Regions from separate parts of the Zea mays genome. Here region 1 is linked to region 2. Evidence: chromatin contacts called from public Hi-C data. All regions are on one chromosome and are shown on one strand. Each heading gives the region's core, a stretch centred on a gene start, on an enhancer-like site or on the middle of the called end of the contact. The rest is flanking DNA. Distances are from core to core; before and after follow the strand shown.

Evidence for each region. A called contact is a pair of places that touch in the nucleus more often than the background predicts.
Region 1: a contact with region 2 is called in a Hi-C map of tassel, with 4 times the contacts expected there. The contact joins the promoter of LOC100278654 here to the promoter of LOC103643039 in region 2. A contact is called at or near these places in 2 of 25 Hi-C or Micro-C datasets (ear and tassel).

Annotation. Positions count from the first base shown.
Region 1 is chr8:118,901,688-118,905,230 of Zm-B73-REFERENCE-NAM-5.0, forward strand. It overlaps LOC100278654, which reads left to right and starts at 1,339. Exons shown (of 8, transcript NM_001151857.2): 1 at 1,339-1,594; 2 at 1,680-1,896; 3 at 1,981-2,055; 4 at 3,218-3,351. The coding sequence starts at 1,532.
Region 2 is chr8:118,627,960-118,631,864 of Zm-B73-REFERENCE-NAM-5.0, forward strand. LOC103643039 (phosphatidylinositol 4-kinase gamma 5) reads right to left here and starts at 1,787. Exons shown (of 3, transcript XM_008666196.4): 1 at 1,342-1,787; 2 at 450-589; 3 at 1-342. The coding sequence starts at 1,702. The coding sequence ends at 157.

The sequences.
Region 1 (3,543 bases), core at 89-2,588, 270 kb after region 2:
GTCTTTAGGTTCATCGAGCTGGGGACATTTCCCTGGATCTTTTTCTAAAGGAAGTCCTCTTTCTCGACATGATTTCTTAATTCATAGGCGACTCTATGTCGTCTAGGGGCATCTTGGGTAGTCTGTCGACTCGGAGCACCCTAAGATCTCTCTCCTAGAGGGCGAGTTCTAGGGTTCTTCGTGAGGAAGAAGACCATCTGCATACACGCGGGTCGTCTGGCTCAGAGCGCGGTCCGTCTAGAATGACATAGAGAGGAGCCGCTCCTGCAGTAAGGTTGCAGACCGTCCGGTCCAGAGCCACGGACCATCCACGCTCCCGCGGAGAGCATCACAAGACGATACACTTCTAGTGTTTGACCCTAATCGGAGCTAACACAGAGAGAAGAATCGCAGAAAAAAGTCTCAGAACTGTGTCGTTTTTTAGAGGAAGGAGAGATTGCTTTAAGTTAAGGAGAAGCTGCTCCAAATGAACCGTCTATGTGCGCGTTGATGGTGCTCTAGCTCTAAACATTCATGTCGGAAAAAAATTCTCTACATCCGGATGCAAAGACACTACTTTGCAGTCTCTCACATTCACTATTTGAAGACCAACAATAGATTAAAGTTTACGATTTAATCCTTGGTAATTTGTTGAACCTGCAGTGTTACGTGAGGGCCTGCAAACCAGCGAGAAATAATTTTTTTCCATCATGTCACAGGGTACATGTGTGCTGCTGACGCCACTGCTTCGCCATGCCATCCCTTTCCCACTTCTCGGCAAGTTGGAAACCAGCAGCCAGCTTCCCAGTACCCAGCGCAACCTCGACCGAGTTTCTCTTTTTCTGCTTTATATAAGAAATCCATCAGCGTTTCTTCCTTTCTTGGGAATCAAGATTGATGCGGGGTAAGCAATTAGTTGTGGACTGCGATTAGCCAACCGATGGCCGTTTTTGACCTCACAACTTTGCTGGCCCCGTGTTACAAGCCCGACCATGCCTGCCGTCCCGGCCGCTCTCTTCTGAACAACACTTTCTACACAAGAATGTATTTATATATTCTTTCACAGCTGTAGCAACACAAATTCCGATCAAATTTAACCCGTCCACAGTTTTCAAGAGACGACGAGAATTGCGAATCACCGGTGCAGGTGGTCAATTTCCAACCCCGACTCGCTCTGCAGCAGCAGTGCAGCGCTGCAGCCCCTCAACGCGAACTGAAATTCACTCTGATCCGTAGATTTTTTTTTACTTTACACTTCGCACCCATTCCCGTGAGCGCCGCCGGCCCGCCCGAGCCCAAAACCAGACCACTGGCGCGCTGCTATTTTCCCCACACGGACCCTCGCCGCCGCGGCGATCCCTCTCCTCCACTTCCTCATCACAACATTCAAGAACAGACCGGGGCCTTGCGCAAAAGAACAAAAAAAATCTCAGAACACACACACACACCTCTATCGCCCCGACCTCGACGCGACCCCTCTCGCTTGGATCCGGACGGCCCGGTCCCTCCGCCCTCCCATGCGCACGGCGCCGCCGCCGCCGCCGCAGCCGACATGACGCTCGCCTCCCTCGCCCGCGCCCTCGGCCGGTCCGCGCGCTCCTCCCGCCCGCGCCAGGCGAGTATCCCTTCTCAAGTTCTCATCCCCTCCCCGGCCCCCCTATCCTCCTCTCGCAGGTCTGACCTCTCGCTGCTCCTTCTAGGGTTTCCAGCTCGGGGGCCTCCGGCAGCCGCCCGCGCCACCGCTACCGCCGCCCGTCCACGGCGGTGAGGGTGGGGCGGCAGGATTTGTTCGCAGCTACCTGACTGCGGCCTCGTCGGCAGCTCTTGGGAAGCCATCCGCGGGCAAGACCGTGGATTGGAGATATGTCCTCGCCAGCCCACATTTCCGACGCCTCTTCTCGGACGGGTCCAAGAAGAGTACGTCCCCTCGTTTTGATGAGATTATTACCAATGGTTTTTGGTGGCTCTGTTTCTGAAATGGTGCCCCTTTTCTGATTTTAGACTACGAGAACTATTACCCCAAGGGTAAGAAGGAGGTGCCTAAAGGAGATGGTACAAACAAGTCTGAATCTAAGCGTAAGTTTCCTTCGCGCTTGACTTGATTGTGTAGAGGATGTTAGCCATGTTATGGATGCAAATATCATAGCTTTTTTAGGCGCCCATAGTAAATGGAATCGGTGCATATATTTGAGTTGACTAACAAGTTGCCAACTAACGTGTTATTTGTTGATTTCCCTTTTGCTGCAACTAGGGGTGGTAATGGATCGCGGTTCAAATGTTTCTTCATTTTTTTGAGCCTTTAAAATAATTTTAGTTCAAAAGTGAATAGAAATAGAGCCCCATCCTAATCCGATCCGATCCTTAAATTTTATAGTGTAAAATTTAGAGCCCATTACCACCCTTAGGCTGTCTCCAGCAACGTCCCCTAAATTCTATCCCCTAAAGGAATATTCTCTGTCCTTTACAGAACCCTCTAAAAAATTTCGTCCTCTATATCTTCGCCAACTCCAGCAACGTCCTCTAAATTCGGTACTCTATATCTACAGTGATAACAGAATTCATATACTCATTTTTAACACTCATTTTTTTATATTAATACAATTTGAACTTATGTGCGTAATGGAAAAATAAAGTTATTTATTTCTAGAAATTTTATAAAAATGAATTAGGAACTAATTATAATAATTACATTTTGCAACCGACATTACTAATCGTTTTTTTATAACGTCGTCTACGTACATATCTATATATGTATTGGACATAAACTGATAATACTAATTTAATAATCTCAATTAGCAAAAATGCTGTTACTATTATGTTTACACGCAAAAAAAATAATAGAATTAATCGGCCAGCGGAGGTAGCTGAGGTAGCTGTAGACCACATTGAAGAGCGGGCCCCAGTTCTGACCAGGCGGATAGCGCACGTAAAGACTCCTCTATGTTTAGAGTTCGCCGTACGTCCTCTATATTTTAGAGTTCCTTTTAGAGTTCCTTGTTGGACGGTGTAGAGAACGTTTCGTACTCTAAATTTAGAGTACAGAACCATTTAGGGTGCCTTGTTGGAGGCAGTCTTAGCTGCAACTGCTTTGGTAAATTGTTATACCAGTTATACTTTATAAATGGCTCTTGGAGTACGGATGTATAATGATTTATGCACACTGTGCTTCAATGTGTAGTTTTGTGACATCAGTGCTAACTATTTCACTTCTGATGAAATGCAATATTCTGGCGCGCAGAGGAATCCAATACAGATGAAGGATGGAATTTTCAGGATAATGCTATGAAACACATGCAGAATTTCCTTGCGCCTTTATTGATTCTTGGCCTGATGCTATCATCCATGTCATCTAGCTCTGCAGACCAGAAGGAGGTGATTACTTCCTACTTTGTTAACCTTGTTCAGAATAGTTCTGCAAGTTGATAGTTTCATTTGTTATTTTGTTCCTTTCCTGGTAAGCTATGTTTGTTGGGTTATGTTTTAGTCCCCTAAGAACTGGTACTCTATGTATGTTTGTGTTGTTCACACTTGCAAAATTTGTTTGTCAAACTTCAAAGAAATGAA
Region 2 (3,905 bases), core at 537-3,036:
ACAACATATCTTCTGAACCTAATGTATCATGATCAAAGCACGATTATAACTACAAGGAATTACCATAGCGACGCAAATACATTGTAGATTACAGTAAACAGAAGTAGTAAACAACTTTCTACATATGGAAATAAATTAAAACAGAAATCCATAGGGTCATGAACAATACAAATAATGTGCAGTTTGTCCTTTCAGTTCTTCAACTGTGTGCAGCCTCTCTTTTGTTTCATTTAGTTCAGCTTGCAGTACTTGTATTGTTTGCTTGGCTTCATTGTTGACTCCAAGAGTATTCACCATGCGAAATACTTTTGTGCGTGAGGCAGAGTAATCTCCATGACCTAACTGCCAAATTTGGAACAGACTGAAGCTATAATGAGTGAGCAGGGAAAGGAGAATGGACCAATCTTTGACAATTTGACTATCAGCGCTTATGACAGATTCTCCCTGACCTGTTCCGCAGAAACGAACACCTTGCCCCCTGGATAACCGTTGTGGCCACCAACAGCAGTGACCATGTGGGCATGTGGCCATGAGACAACAACTTGCTGCTTCCACATAGAACAATTTCTAGTTGGTGGTGCCTCTTTTTCTGCTCAGACAAGAAATCAAATCAGAGCACAACTATCATTAGTTGCTACGAGGACTATGTATGGATGGGAAAATTTAATAGAAATAAACTAAAGTCTCGTAGAGTTTTAGTAATCACTTAAAAGGTACATGCACCAATGTGACAAAATAGTAGCCTTGTCAAGAAACTTAAAAGAAGGCAAAACATTCCATTGGGACATAAGCTTATTAAAAAAGTAAAGAAGAAAAAAAAAACACTACATCCGTCCTAAAATAGTAGTCGTTTCAGCTCTTGGTTTTAATGTCTATATTCAAGTGGATGATGATTAATCTAGATATATATACAAAACACATACATCAAGTATGGTATGAATCCACTAAATCCCTAAAACAAATTATTTTAGTACAGAGAGAGTACATGATATTGTAAAATCTTCATAGATTGACCCAACCACATAGCAGAAAAATACATCTCTATTGCTACAAAATGCATGTGTGACTCACTTTAGCAACAATCTCTTTGCATAAAAAAGGACTTAAGAACCTGGTTTGAACCACAGTACCACCACTGTGTTTCCATTGGAAGAAGAACAATGTAAAAATCTAGGAACCAAATGTTCAACATCTTGTCAGGTTATAAATTTTCAGGCAAACTCATATAAGAACCAAATATATCAAAATGATCGTTTTCTCAGAGACGGTAAAATAACGTTCATACAAATAACCTAGATCCATAACATCTATAAGAGCTACTAAATTGTGATTTTGCTTCACCTAGGCACAACTGATGGAGCAGCAGAGCATCTCTACCAGGCCGCTGCAGTCCTTGTGCTCGAAGTCCTTGGAGACAGGGCTGAGGCACGGGGTGGAGCAACTTCGGACTCTGGTTGATGCTGTTCCGGGTGAGCAGTGGCGGCGAGTCCGAGCGTATGAAGGTGTGCGTGTTGTCCCCGCGGTCCAGGTCCATGCCGAGAACGCGGCTCGCCTCCGTCTGCATGAACACCCACCGCCTCCCCATCAGCACCAGGATCTGCTGGAACTTCTTGGCCTTGCCCGGCCCGGACACCCTAAAGAGGCACCTCAGGAGCAGCGCCGACACCTGACTCTTGATGGCGCTATGCAGGTTGGGGGACATGGCTTCCTCCTCTTTGTAGGGTCGAGATGGCGAACTAGAGGGAGGTAAATACCGAATTTTTTATATTTTGGCCCTTCCTCGGAACAAAATTCATGTTTGAACTCTAAAAAATTTTAATATCATTTTTGAACCCTTTGCTCGGCGCCGTAGCCTATGGCGGCGAGGTAACACAGCTCGACGCCATAGCCTATGGCGCCGAGATACGTGCTGCGTTGGCACAAACGGACGTCGTGTCGTCGACGTGGTACCAAGCTCGGCGCCATAGATCTTGGCGCCGAACTCCATTCTGTAGAGAAAACTTGTCTAGCTCAGTTGGTAAAATACAAGGCTCTTAACCTTGTGGTCGTGGGTTCGAGCCCCTAGTGGCTATTTTTTAATACTTTTTGTCTTTGTCACTTATTTTTTTTGTTGTCCATATTTTTCGTTTATGTCGCTGATTTGTCCGTCCTGATTTATTTCTCATCAAGTTTTATTTTTGTGACTGATTTGTTTATTCATCCAGATTTTTTTTATCCGACGAGCACAGCAGCTGTATATGCAGTAAATTCTAAAATATATCATCCATGAGACAAGTATATAATGGAGTATACTTTTATTTAGTGCAGAAGAAAAAAAGATGAATATGTGTGCTTCTTTTTACTGGGAATATGTTATTATATATTTAAAATTTATGTTCAAAAGAACTCAATGAAAATATAATATTTTTATTTGATCACGATTGAAGTAAGAGTGTTCTCATTTGATTTTTATTGTGGTTAGCTGAGCAAACAAGGGAAAAGTTGACGGCTTGTGAGCACTGTGGCACACAGCTGCTGTGCTCGCCGGATAAAAAAATCTGGACGAATAAACAAATCAGTCACAAAAATAAAACTGGATGAGAAATAAATCAGGACAGACAAATCAGCGACATAAACAAAAAATATGGACAACAAAAAAAACAAATAAGTGACAAAGACAAAAAGTATTAAAAAACACCCACTGTGGGGCTCGAACCCACGACCACAAGGTTAAGAGCCTTGTATTTTACCAACTGAGCTAGACAAGTTTTCTGTATAGAACAGAGCTCGGCGCAAAGATCTATGGCGCCGAGCTCGACACCACGTGAATTTTTTTCCGATGAAGGACCAAAATGCAAAAAAATCGGGAGGTAAATAGTCCTTTCTAAAATTAATTATGTTGGCTAACACAAATAAATATGGAATTAATACTATGTTGGTCTAGCCAAGACTACACCCCTCTAACTATAACAAACACTTGACAAAAGATCCTAATTAAAGCAACTAAGGTGCCAAGTTAGAGAAAGAGCTCTCCCACACAAATCTAGTTAGCAAGGTCATACAAACTTATGCAACTATAATTCTAAGCATACCGAGAGCTCCTAAACATACTAGTAAGCAATTCGCACAAAGCACAAGCACTACTAGCAAAATTCACTAGTTGCACTACACAAGCACAACGAGAGAGAAACAACTACTTAGCTTCACAATCTAAGAAAAACGGATTAGCTACACAAGCTAATAAGTGGGTAAATATTTTACAAGTATGACTAGATATACAAGAGCAACAAACACTCACTAGCATAAGTATATGAACAAATAAATACAAGCTAGTGAGGAAAGCTGCAAATCAACGGGGACATGATGACACTTGGCATAATGATTTTTTCCGTAGTGTCGATGACTTGCCGGTCACCCCTAGTCCACGTTGAGGTAGATTCAAAGCACCCAACCGCTCCTCTATCAAGTCTCTGCTTGATCTCTTGAGCCGGATTGGTCAATGAGCCCTCAAACCTCGATTCCACTAGAGTTGTTTTTCGCCGCTCCAGCAAGGCAAGCACAACGCCTCTTGCAATCACCACCACGACCTCTTCACAATCTTTGTTGAAGAACTCACGAGGAACCACCACCAAGTCGTCTAGGAGGCATCAAATTCTAAGAGTAACAAGCCAACGATCTCACTTGATGATCTCCCTAGTGCCTCAAAGATCAACAACTTGATGCAATGCACTAGATGGCTCTCAATCTCACTAGTAAAAGGGAAATGGCCTCAACATTTCCTATAATCGATTTTGGTGTTTGATTTTCCATCACAAACCATATGGACTAACTAGTTTGCCTAGTGGATATTTTTCTCAGGTGCATAAAGTTCACATAAACATACAAAGAAAATGACTTGGGGGAATTCTACACGATTGGAGCAAAAT